2 separate regions of the Arachis hypogaea genome follow, and region 1 is linked to region 2. The links are chromatin contacts, called in public Hi-C maps. All regions are on one chromosome and are shown on one strand. The core of a region is the stretch at or near the end of the contact, and the rest is flanking DNA. Distances in the headings are between cores, read along the strand shown.

Region 1 (6,738 bases), core at 3,125-5,624, 41 kb after region 2:
GAACCTCTAATTATTGTGATTCATATTCTTCTCATTAGGAATTAAAAATCGAAAAAACCGATCGAACTGCGGTTCAGTTCGGTTTGGTTGTTGTAAAAACAGCAAGCCGAACGGTTGTGTGTCTGTAGGAACCGAACATATTGGTTCTGTTGGTTTTTGGTCCAAAACCGAACCAAAACGAATCGATAACACCCCTATTCATTCATACTTCACAAATAAACTGCTAATCCAAACACACACTATATCGATGATCTTAACACTGAAAAGCCCTAGGGCTTTGGACACTAGTCACTACCATCACCAGTTTTAATTCAACTAGGATTCAATTCATTTCAATTCAATCTAGTGTCAAAATTAAGTCGCAATATAGTAACAAATGTGCTTGAACAGCTCAAAAATCACGATATCTAGCGAGCTCATCTGTTGCAAATGACCTTCCAAAGACATGACCTCAACGATGGAACTGCCGCCAAAGTGTTGGTTGTAACAGCCCAGACCACCCGCTAGCACGATATTGTCCGCTTTGGCACACAAGGCCTCACGGTTTTGCTTTTGACGATAGGGATGATAGCCGAAGCCCCCCACACTCATTCGTCAAAACGCGTCATGCTAGGGAGAGGTATCCACATCCTTATAAGGCATGCTTCGTTCCCCTCCCCAACCGATGTGGGCCTTACAATCCACCCCCCTAAGGGAGTCCAGCGCCCTCGCTGGCACATCGATCCGGGTTCTGGCTCTGATACCATCTGTAACAGCCCAGACCACCTGCTAGCACGATATTGTTCGCTTTGGCACACAAGGCCTCACGGTTTTGCTTTTGACGATAGGGATGATAGCCGAAGCCCCCCACACTCATTCGTCAAAACGCGTCATGCTAGGGAGAGGTATCCACATCCTTATAAGGCATGCTTCGTTCCCCTCCCCAACCGATGTGGGCCTTACATTGGTGCAGGTAACAGAGGTGGCCATTTCGCGCCAGTTCTGCATTGGAAAATCAGGCTTCGTTTTCCTTGTGCCATCTACTCTTCTTCTATGTCAGCCCCCATTTTGCTGGCGCCATCCTTGAATTGATGTGTTTCTTCATTTTGCATGCACTGCAGGTGAAGTGGCCATGCGTATTTTCATCCCAATTTCATTCCTTGCATAAATTTTAGGAATTAATCGTTTTTGTTTATTTATTTAAATAAAAAATCAAAAAGTGTACCAATGTAATTTCTCGTGTATTTTTCGTTACCAAAACTCAACCCGTTAATGACGTAGTTTAAACCTTGTCACACTAGACATACTAAATTAAAACGACGTCGTATGCATTTTGGCGCTAAAGAAGGCATTAAATGACGTCGTTTGAGGATTTGAACAATACTAAAACGTTATACCCTTTCCTTTTAGTATTGTTCAAACTCTAAAATGCTCTTTTAGCTCTAAAAATGTGTACAACGTCGTTTTAATATGTTCAACATAACAAGACTTGAGCTATCTCACTAATAGCGTTGAGGAGGGACTATATTGGTGTACTTTTTTGAATTTGGGAGACCAAATTATAGTAATTGAAAAATCAATGATTAAATTAGTACAATTCGCCAATCTCAAAAATAAAAATGGAGTTTAACTCCGTTACTTAGCTTTAGCCTTTTAAGTATTTTATGATTAACGTAATACAATTAATTATTACAATGCAATATAAATTATCAATAAAATGATATTCTTTATAGTTAATATGTTAATTACCTTGATCTATCACATCAATCAATAAACGTATCATCATGTCTATTATAATTTGTCTATATTAATATTTTGATATGAATTATTGAGTTTAATTTTAATACAAACAATCACATTCGTTCTTTTGGATAATCATTTACACGGTCAAATATAAAAGTTAGTTAATTTTACTATCATTATGTAATTGAATGCACATGTAAAATTACTTTTTACTGATAGTACATCAAAATTAAATTCGTAAATTATTTTGCGTAATTATTTTGAAAAGAAATATTCTTTGGTGTTTATTTATCTAATTTTTTAAATCACAAAAAAAAATCCAAATCACATCGGAAAAACAGTGACGGCGTTGGGCGCGATGCGATGGAGGAGAGAGACGCAACGGAGGGCGCAAGGGTGTGCGGCGTGATGGAGGACAGCGATGAGAGAGAGGAACGATAGTGGCAGAGGATGCGACGCGATGGAGGACGCGTCCACTGTGGCACGATCGCAATAGCATCCTCGCATGATTTCTCCCTACAGCGACGACATGAAGGAACGCACACGCAACTCGCGCGAGAACTCCCTCAAGCTGCGACGCGAGTCGCGCATTGCGGAGACGGAGATGCGGCGGCGGCAAAGGATCTGCGCGACAGAAGGTTGACGCGATGAGAAATTTTGTTTAGAGGAGGTTATTTTGCCTAATCTTAATTATTCAAAATCTGATTTTTAAAAAGGAGAGTGCTAGATAAACAATGACTATTTTGAACAACATAAACAACCACCAATCAAATGAAAATACACTACACCCTAATTTAATGCTACTAATTAAATTTACTCTTTTAATCCTATTAATTTACATTATTTACACATTGTTCAAAAATCTTGTTGGTTACTTATACTTTTCTTTTTAAAAAAGTTAAACTTAATTAATAAAAAAGTTGTTTAAGTTGGTTGGTAAGTGTGTTGACCCTGTATTTTCTCATTACCATACTATTAAGACTCAATATATACTAGTCATTTCAACTTTTTTAGTATCTAGTTTTTTCTACTTAATTGTTTTCCTTTTTCTTTCTGTGTTTTAATGCAAAACAAAAAGAGGGCTAAATTAAACATGCATGTTAAGCCACTACCAGTATTATTTTATTAAATAAAACGATACAATTTCGGTGTGAACATAGATATCGATAGTAAGGTGTAAAGTGTGGTAGGCTGCATCGTGTTAGATGAAATTCGTGATTTTTGGCAGTATTAGACTTCAATTTGGCAAATTAACGTAATTAAGTTCTAAGTAAGAGATCATGCGATTGTGTGAACATGCATGTATCATGTATGGAGCTATATATAGCTAGCAAGCTAGCTAAAGCCTAGAGAGTACGACAATAAAATCTTGTGCAGGTTTAGGTTTCTTAATTAGATTCAATGGTCTCACGAGTCACGAGCAGCATTAGTATCCTTAAACCTTAACATGAAAGGGTAGTGTTGTTGTTTAAATGACGTTTATTTTAATTAAATAATGTTAATGTTGTTGCTTAATGATGTTTATTCATTAATAATAGTAATGGATTTTTTTTTTTGGGAATTTGATATTAGAGAAATTAGAATTAATAATGTTGGGTAATATTTTTTGGTAATTTTTGGGACCAGCACGTTTTTTTCTTGATATTTGTTAATAATATTAGTTTGTTAATAATAATATTTTTTGGATAATTTTAAGAAATATTTATTTTATATATTTAATAATATTATTAGTTAGTATATTAATAATTATATTATTTTAATTATAATATTATGTTTATAATTATATTATGTTTAATAATATTATTAATTATATTTGTTAGTATGATAATAGAAATGATAATTTTTTGGATAATTTTAATAATGATATTAATTAGTGTATGTTGATGAAAATTAGAATTATTTTTTTTTGATGATTTTATTAATTATATTAGTTTGTATGTGAATACAAATTAGAATTTTTTTTTTTGGGGGGTAAATTGTTAATTTTATTTGTAAGTATATGTTGTTGGATAAGCCCCAAAAATGACAATACAATTGGGTTTGTACTTTGTACTTTGTAGTCCATAATAATATATAAAACATTATTTTCTTTTAAACACATATCTTAATATTTTAGAAGTTTAGTACACTGCGGTCTAAAAAAGAATTAGCACGTACTTCGTCGTTTCTCATATAGAAAAATAAAAGAAAGTCTAAAATCCCAAATTGGTCAAGTTAATCTCTGACCCCCCAAAAAAATTGACAAATTGATTCATGTTATTTTAAAATATTAGAAAATTAATATCTAATTTTTTTAAAAAGTCATAAAAATTAGAGTGGTTAATTAAATTGTCTAAAATTTTAAAATAAAAATTGATTTATGTATTTATTCAATTAGAAACTAATTCTTTTAATATTCTTAAAAGGGAAAGGTTGTAGCTACCAAAATTTTCTTTGTAGTTGTACTCTATTTTTTCCACAAAAAAATTGATCTCCTAATCTTCTAAATCAAGTAAGAGACAAATTATCAATTTTTTATAGAAACTAATTTGGATATCACTCAAAAAAAAAAAAAAAAAAACATGCTGGGGATTAAAAATGGGGGCTCCAAAACTATCATCGTAGAAGGCGGTATTAAAAAGTCCAACATCTATTATATAGTCCACTCCAAAATGGTTTCTTTGAAATCAAAGTCGCTGATGTGTAAGCCCACCAAATTCGTCTAGGCCTTATATGGCACACAGTTACTGTTGAGATTAATGTTGGCTTGAAGTCCCAAAAAAAATGAGATTAAATTTGGGTCAGAGAAAAAACAATTAAAGAAAGGATTAAATTTGAATCAACAAAACTAGGGTGGCAACCGGCGGGCAGGGGCGGGTTTTTGCTCTACCCGACCCCGTCCCGCCGTACAACAATTCACATAGAATCCGTCCCGTTTCTATCCACGGTAGTAAAACGTTGAATCCTAACCCGCCCCTGCGGGTACCCGCCCCACCCTATAATTATTAAAATCTAATAAATAAAATTAAATTTCAAAATTTATGTAACCACTAACCACCATCACATATATAACATAAATTAAAGTAAAAATTTAAATATGATATAATATTATTAATCATTTACTAATTATTTTATATATATTACACATAATATATATTAAAATTATATATATTATATATATACCGGAGCGGGTATTACCTAAACCCGACCTGTCCTGCTCCTCTCAAGAACCTGCCCCGCTAAAAACCCGTCTCGGTGCGGGGCAGATAATACCTGCCCCGAGCGGGTAGGGGCAGGGTGGGTACCCGCGGGTTCGGGTGGTGTTGCCATCCCTAAACAAAACCAACTTGGTTAGTTGGGTAGTCAGCTTGCTCGTCCGCTTAGACTAAGTGTTGAGAGTTTAAATTTCACCTTGTGCATGCAGTACCTCATTGGCCAATGACAGATCCTTAAATGGAGCTCAAATCCGCGATAGATTAATCTTTGACTTGTCGAATTTTAGAATACTATGGACAATTAAAACAAAATGATTGATTAGTCATTAGCCTATCAGAATAAAAGATAGAGTAAAAAACTAAAAAAAATTGATTTGATTTAATCACTAATCTACTAAACAAGTGTCAAAAATTCAAAATTAATTGGACAACAACAAACCTTGTCAAATTAGGAGATGATGTAGAAAATTTTTTTCAATCAGAGCTTTGTTATGACCATGGGGCATGCCCCTCACACCCCAAAAGTTTTTATATAAACATTAGTAGTTTGAACACCTGTGATTCGAATTCATACTCATTCAAATTTTAACTAATTATAAAAAATCAATTAAATAAACGATAAACCCAGAAAAACTTTTGCCTCCATGAATACATTTTCTTGTCCCCTTTCTAATTTTCAGTTACTATCGTTAAAGCTTTGTTTTTTTTTTTTACTTAATTTAATATTATTTTATTTTTTATGAATTATGAATTCTTTGATTGGAATTTTCTAGATAGAGGCATTCAAATATTCATTTAATTTTGGCTATTTATATTGATAAAAAATATTGAAAAGTTAAGTTTATATTTCAATTATTAAAAATGTCAAGCTACTTAAGATTTAAAGAGTATTATTTTAAAGTATTTTATAACTTTTATTTGTAAAATTATTCGTTTATTAATATATCAGTGTCATACTTTAAAAGGTAAATTATAAAAATACACTCGGATTATTTTGGTGTTAACAAAAATACTGTCAATTTATATTATCAACAAAAAATATCTTTAAATTATTTAAAAATGACAAAAATACCGTTATTTTCATTAACGTAGTACGGCTCAATTCACAGAGGTATATCTTTGACACGTTTTTAAATTATTTGAGAGTATTTTTGTCGATAACAAAATTCGAAAATATTTTTGTCAACAACAAAATAATTTAAGTGTATTTTTGGTAGTTTTTTCTAATTAAAAAATATTTATATTTATAAATTTCATTTAATATAAATGCTATTGTATACTTTTGTGTTAAAATTTTTTTTGTCCCCACAAAAATTCTGTCTAAGCAGTTATATAAGATTTGACACTGCCAGGGGAAAAAAATGACAACCCTTTTATTAACAATAACACATTTAGGAGCTAACATTAATGTTAAGCTTTCCCTTTTTTCTGGCAACAGGTACATTAAACCTTATATATTAAAATTGGTCGATCAAAGGTAGCTTTTGGAGGACCACACACATTGCTTTTGATGTAATTGACGATTTCTATACATGGAATAGGTTCACAATCAAATTAAAATGACAATTACAATCAAGTTTCTTAGTGGAGTCTTGTATTCAGACATAAAATGAACAATATCCATGCTAAGTGTCCATTGTGGCATTCATTTTTTATTTTTTAAAAACAAAGAGTTCGATATACAATTCTTCCCTCTTTCTAGAAGGAACTGTTCCTTCATTATTTATTTATTAAAAGTTAATATATTTAGGCAAAATCATATTTAGATACATCAATTTTTTTAATAAATTTAAAAAATAAAAGAGATAGATAATTTAAGAAT
Region 2 (6,258 bases), core at 581-3,080:
CTTCTCCAAATAATCTGAGTGAACAGTGAGATTTCGTCCTTCTTTAAAGTTATAATTCTCTTTCATAACTCATCCTATGACATCACCTGAGGTGAGAGTTACACAGAATCCAGAATAACTTGAAACAGAAGAGGAGGAGATTGTTGTATTGGAGGTGGAGAATGTGAAGGAAGGAGTCGAAATATGCTCTAAAAGCTTAATAGGGAGACTAATGGTGGACAGAAAGGTTAGCGGCGGGACAATGGAGGGAGGATTCGGAGCTATCTGGAATCAACCTGAGGGATTTAGAGTCAAAGTGCATGGAGAAAACATATTCCAATTTTTCTTTTCTAAGGAAGCAAATGTGATAAGGGTGGAAAGGGGATCTCCATGGCTATTTAAAAATTATATGATCCATCTTAGAAGATGGCAGCCAGGTATGAAAGTGGAACAGGAGGACTTTACTTGAATTCCAGTATGGATCCAAATATGAGGAATGCCTGAATTTTGCAAAACAATAACGGCGGCATGGAGGATAGGTCAAAAACTAGGGGAGGTAATGGAGGCTGATAAATTTGCCATGAGAGGCAAGGAGGACCAGATTATGAAAATAAGGGTTAATATGGATGTGACCAAGACACTACGTCAATCAATAAAAGTAGCTAGTCCGGATAATGTAGTTTTTGAAATTATGCTGAAGTATGAAAAATTGGGGATCTATTGTAGTTTTTGCGGTTACATCAGGCATGAAACAAGGAACTGCGAAGAGTACCTGAAATTGTCTGCCAATCAGCAGGAGATTAAAGAGAGATGGAATAGAGTGTTGAAAGCAGACCAGATCGGGTGGAGAGTGGAAGAGCAAAAGGAGAACTCACACCCAAACCCACGTGGAAAGGAAACTGGATTCTCTCAACCTCATAATAAACCTACACCAATAAGCCTTCTAAAAAACCTTTCTAACCTATCATTCAATGACCATAACCCCAACCGTATCCATAATCCACCAAATTCTCAAATACACCTAAACCAAACCAACATTCTAAAACCATCAGCTCAGTATCATATCTCAAATCCGCAGGAAAACCAAAACATTATTCCATACACTAGAACAGAACCGGTGCCAGGAGGTATGGAAGGTTTGATACGGATAGAAAAAGTAGGGGTGTTTCACGTAGGCAGCACAGAGAGAGGTATTAAAAGAAGTAGTAAACGACCAAAAATTAAACATTTGGCGAGAAATATGGAAGTGACGGAGGTAGGGAGTAAGATTGTTGGTGTTAAGCGAAATTCGGAGCAACAAGATGAGTTTTTGAACGAAGAAGACTCTATTTCATCCACTGAATTTTATTCTGAAGGGCTTCAGGGTGCCATCTCAAAAGCGGCACCCCAAGGTTCATGAAGATGATCATGTGGAACTGTCGGGATTTGGGGAAACCCCTAACAGTTCACAGCATCAAAGGGTTATGTAGAACCCATTCCCCCGAAGTGGTATTCTTATGCGAGACCAAAAATACTACTTCGTTTGTGGAGAAACAAGGCAGAAAAGCAGGTTTTCAGAGGTTCCATTGTGTTGAACTAAGAGGAATAGCGGGAGGGCTGGTATTAATGTGGAAGGAAGGTGAAGATATTAATATTATTCAGCATGATGATTTTCTTTATTCATTTCACCTAGAGAGACAATGTGCATAACAGAATTTGAGAGATTTTTGGAATACATTTGCACAATGAAGAGGCCCAACGAAACGTTCAATACAATCAGATCTTAAGTATACTGGATACAGCTGGAGAAAATATTCTGATTACTGGTGATTTTAATGCTATCTTAGCCTTTAGTGAAAAAGAAGAGAAAAAATGAAAACTATATCTTCTATTCAAGCTTTTCGAGACTTTATTAATGGAGGTAGCCTGGTTGATCTTGGATATGAAGGTAGTATGTTCACTTGGAGTAATAAACAGGCAGGAATTAACTTTATTCGAGAAAGATTGGATAGATGTTTGGCCTCTATTCAGTGGAAACAGAATTACCCAAATGGCTCGGTGGTGCACTTAGATGACACAGGATCTGACCATAGACCGCTTCTGGTTTCCTCGTATAGAGGAGGTTTTAAAACAAAGAGAAGGTTCAGATTTCAGGAAAGATGGTGTGATAGCGAAGAAGCTAGGCATGTGGTGGCAAATTCATGGCATATGAAGGTTAAAGATTCTCCGATATTTGTATTATTCAGCAAGTTTAAATAATGTAGACACAATTTGGTAGCATGGCAGAAAAATTTGTCTACTAACTTGAAGAAAAATATTGCTGAATTAAACTCAAAGCTGAATGCAGAGAAGGATAAAGGTGCAGGGGCTGACACTACTATGATTCGGGTCTTAGAGGTGAAACCAGAAGATGAATATGAGAGGGAGAAAAGATTCTGGAAAGAAAAGGCCAGGTTGCAGTGGGGTGATAAGAACACAAAATTCTTTCATGCCAAATTCCGTATGCGGAGTAGCAAAAACAAGTTGCACAGGCTGGAAAGTGATTCGGGTGAGGTTGGTACTAATCCAGAACAAATAGCTAGTATTGCGCAGCAATATTTTAAAAACCTATTTACTACTTCTAAACCAAAGGAGCCGACTGAGGAGCTGGAGGGGTTGACTAGAAGGGTAGATAACAATACCAATCGAAGGCTAACTAGACCAGTCTCGGATCAAGAAATCAAAGATGCAGTTTTTTCTATTAATCCTCTTGTAGCACCTGGAGAGGATGGATTCACTGCAAAATTCTATCAGTTTTTCTGGGACACTATTAAAAGGGATGTTCTTAATGCTGTTCATAGCTTCTTTGAGGGAGGGAAGATGCTCAGAGCCTTCAATCATACACACATATGCTTAATTCCTAAAGACTCCAACATTAGCAAAATGAACTAGGTGAGGCCAATCAGTCTTAGTACTGTTTTTTATAAAATTATCTCTAAAATTCTTGTGCATAGATTACAACATACTATAAACAGAATTATTAGCGATAACCAAAGTGCATTTATAAAGGGCCGGCTCATTAGTGATAATGTATTGATTGCTCACGAATTTATGCACTTCTTGAAGAATAAGAAGTTTGGGGATGAACAACTAGCATTGAAAGTAGATATGAGCAAAGCCTACGACCGGGTTGAATGGAACTTCGTTTGGGCTATTATGGAGAAATTGGGTTTTTGTAGAAGGTGGGTGGAGTGGTTGAAGGAATGTGTAACGACCGTTTCCTACTCTGTTGCTGTAGAAAGACAACCTCATGGTTATTTTAAGCCATGTAGGGGATTGCGACAAGGCGACCCACTTTCCCCCTATATATTCTTATTTTGTGCAGAGGGACTCTCCCATCTGCTCCACAGAGGAGAACAGAGGAATGAGATCACTGGAATTCGTTTGAACTACAGATGTCCTTACATTACTCATCTATTCTTTGCAGATGACTCAATTATATTCGATAAGGCAACACCCCAAGTATGTGCTAACATAGTCAAGATCCTACAATCTTATAGTGATGTGAGCGGACAGTGGTTAATCTACAAAAGTCATCGTTATTTTTCAGCAAAAATATCAATCCTAAAACTCGAGAGACTTTATCTGATATTCTCAGCATTTCCCATGTTGGGAACCAAGATGAATACTTGGGTCTGCCCTCAGTGATACAGAGATCGAAAAAAGCAACCTTCAATTATATTAAGGATTGGGTGGTGAAGAAATTATAGCATTGGAAAAAATCCCTCTTATCAGCCAGCGGCAAAGAAACATTGATAAAAGACGTAGCCACTGCCATTATGATATATACGTTGGGGTGTTTCAAGCTGCCTGAGACTCTTATTGAGGAAATACAATGTATGATAATGAGATTTTGGTGGGGACAAAAGGAGAATGAAAGAAGACAACATTGAATTGGTGGGGATATAATCTGTAGACCTCATACTCAAGGGGGATTGAATTTCAAGGATTTAAAAGTCTTTAATCTAGCTATGCTAGGAAAACAAGGCTGGAGAATCATTTCTCGACCTCACTCTCTATTGAGAAAAGTTCTAAAAAGCAGATACTTTAAATACACTTCCTTTCTAAGGGCAGAGACAGGCTACAATCCGTCATGGGGGTGGCGCAATATTTTGGAAGGGCGGAAAATTCTCGAACAAGGCTGTCTATGGAGGATAGGACGAGGTGAAAAAGTCAGGGTCTTTGAGGATAGATGGTTAAAACAGGTGGATCCTAGCTCAATTCACAACAATACTACTGCCAACAACCAAATTGAATGGGTCTCACAGCTAATAGATCACAACAAACAATGACGAAGAGACATTATAGAAGCAACATTTGAACTAGACATTGCACAGATTATTCTACAAACTCTAATAAACGAAGGGGAAGATTTGCTAACCTGGCCAGCAGAGCGAAATGGACAGTACTCTGTTCAATCTGGTTACACATATGCCTTTAGAATGCTCCACAATCCACCGGAACTGCTACCTGAAATTTGTCAGCAGAAACAAATGTAGCGAGCTCTTTGGAGGATCCAATGCCCTCCCAAAGTAAAAAATTTCCTCTGGCGTGCTCTTCACAATAGTCTTCCCGTGCGGTAGAATTTGAACCACCGATTACCAACAGTTCTGCCACAATATCCTAGATGTCCAAATCCTTCTGAATCGGTGACCCACTGCTTGGCCTCTTGCTCTCAATCAAGACAGGTATGGTGTTTGGCAAGGATCCAACCATCAGAAATGGCTGGAGATGACGACATATTTTGGAAATGGTGGGTGCATGTGAGTGGAAGGATGATGGGAGAAGATGGAAGAAACAGAAAAATAGTAAAGATGGCTTTCACCCTCTGACAAATATGAAAAGTACGTAATATGAAGATCTTCGAAGACAAGAGTTTCTCACCTTTTGAAGTTTTCTCCATAGCAGATAAGATGGAAGAGGAATTTGCTGCAAGGACATTACATGGATGAAGTAACTCTTGAGTTCTTAGTCTCGATTGTTTTAAAGTAAGTTAAGTGGGAGTACCCTATTTTAGTTTTCTTTTATTGTGCTGTCCAAAGTTGGACCAACTCTATTTGTTGCTTAATCTTCTAATTAATAATATTATATTCTACCTTTGGAAAATAAATAATGTATTAACATTAGAGACATTTAAGGGAGAGTGTTATATATAAATATATCTGTTATGGATATTCTAAACTATAACTATAACTATATTTTAAATCTCAAACTCTAATCTTTATTTTCATAACACTTTTTAATAAATAATTTTTAGAATTTGATTAATTTTATTTTAAAATTGTTATAAAAATATCTTTTTCTTCATAACAATTATATTTCTAAAATGTTGATGCATAAGCCTTCTTTTATTTTTAACTTATGTTTAGCCATTTAGGTAGTTTCTTAGCAATAAATATCGATCTCTATTTTTTTTTGTCTTTAAAAATTTTAACACCATGTAATATAAGTATTTAATTAAAAAACTTAAACATTTAGACCAAAATATGTGAATAATTATATATTTAACTATATTCAGATCGGGTGTTAGCTAAAAATTAACAGTTAATTAAAGAATAGTAGTAAAAAATGGTAAAAAAATGATTTATAAGATTAACCAGTTAATTATAAGAAATTAGTAAAAAAATAAAATAAAAAGTTAAATGTTTTGTATAAATCATTACTCTATTATACCTAATTGAATTTTAGTTAAATTCTCATGGAATCTCTAAATCTTTCAGTATTTTTTAATTTTAAATTCACCAACTCAACGATGAATCCAATTTTGAGAAGCTCTTAAAAGTATTGTCGCCAGCACATATATAATTATGCTTCCATGTTTTCTTTATTTGACTAGTATCCAGTAATTAATGTTTTTTCTCACTTTTCTTTCTAATTCTTCTACTTAAACAAGTCACACCTTCCTAGAAACTACATGCATATATAATTGTTAAGTATAATAAATACTAAATAGTCAACATCACAGATTATGTGTGTTAGTTTAGTTCTTGAAAATTTATATTTTAACTTGATCTTTAGAAAATATAATTATATATTAAATTGATTATTTTATCAGTTAAATGATTATTTATTATAAAATAAAATTTAAATTAATTTTTATAAAATATAACTATAAATTAAATTAATCTTTTTATTAATTAAATAGTGACATGTGACATGATCATGATATATTATCATCTAATTAGTAAAAAAATAATTTAATTTATTATTAAATAGAGACTCACAAACAATTATCTTCACATGAAGTTGATAACTAAAAAT

The links. A called contact is a pair of places that touch in the nucleus more often than the background predicts.
Region 1: a contact with region 2 is called in a Hi-C map of leaf, with 2.8 times the contacts expected there. The contact joins the enhancer-like site here to the promoter of LOC140183243 in region 2. A contact is called at or near these places in 2 of 8 Hi-C or Micro-C datasets (both in leaf).

The regions. Positions count from the first base shown.
Region 1 is chr20:132,223,862-132,230,599 of arahy.Tifrunner.gnm2.J5K5, forward strand. No RefSeq gene overlaps it. Among protein-coding and RNA genes, the nearest start is that of LOC140183305, 12 kb to the left of the region's middle. Within about 2 kb of position 4,375, at least 3 of the 3 cell types and tissues checked have open chromatin away from gene starts, as enhancers often do.
Region 2 is chr20:132,185,200-132,191,457 of arahy.Tifrunner.gnm2.J5K5, forward strand. LOC140183243 reads left to right here and starts at 1,831. Exons shown (of 2, transcript XM_072231267.1): 1 at 1,831-2,141; 2 at 2,223-2,889. The coding sequence starts at 1,831. The coding sequence ends at 2,889.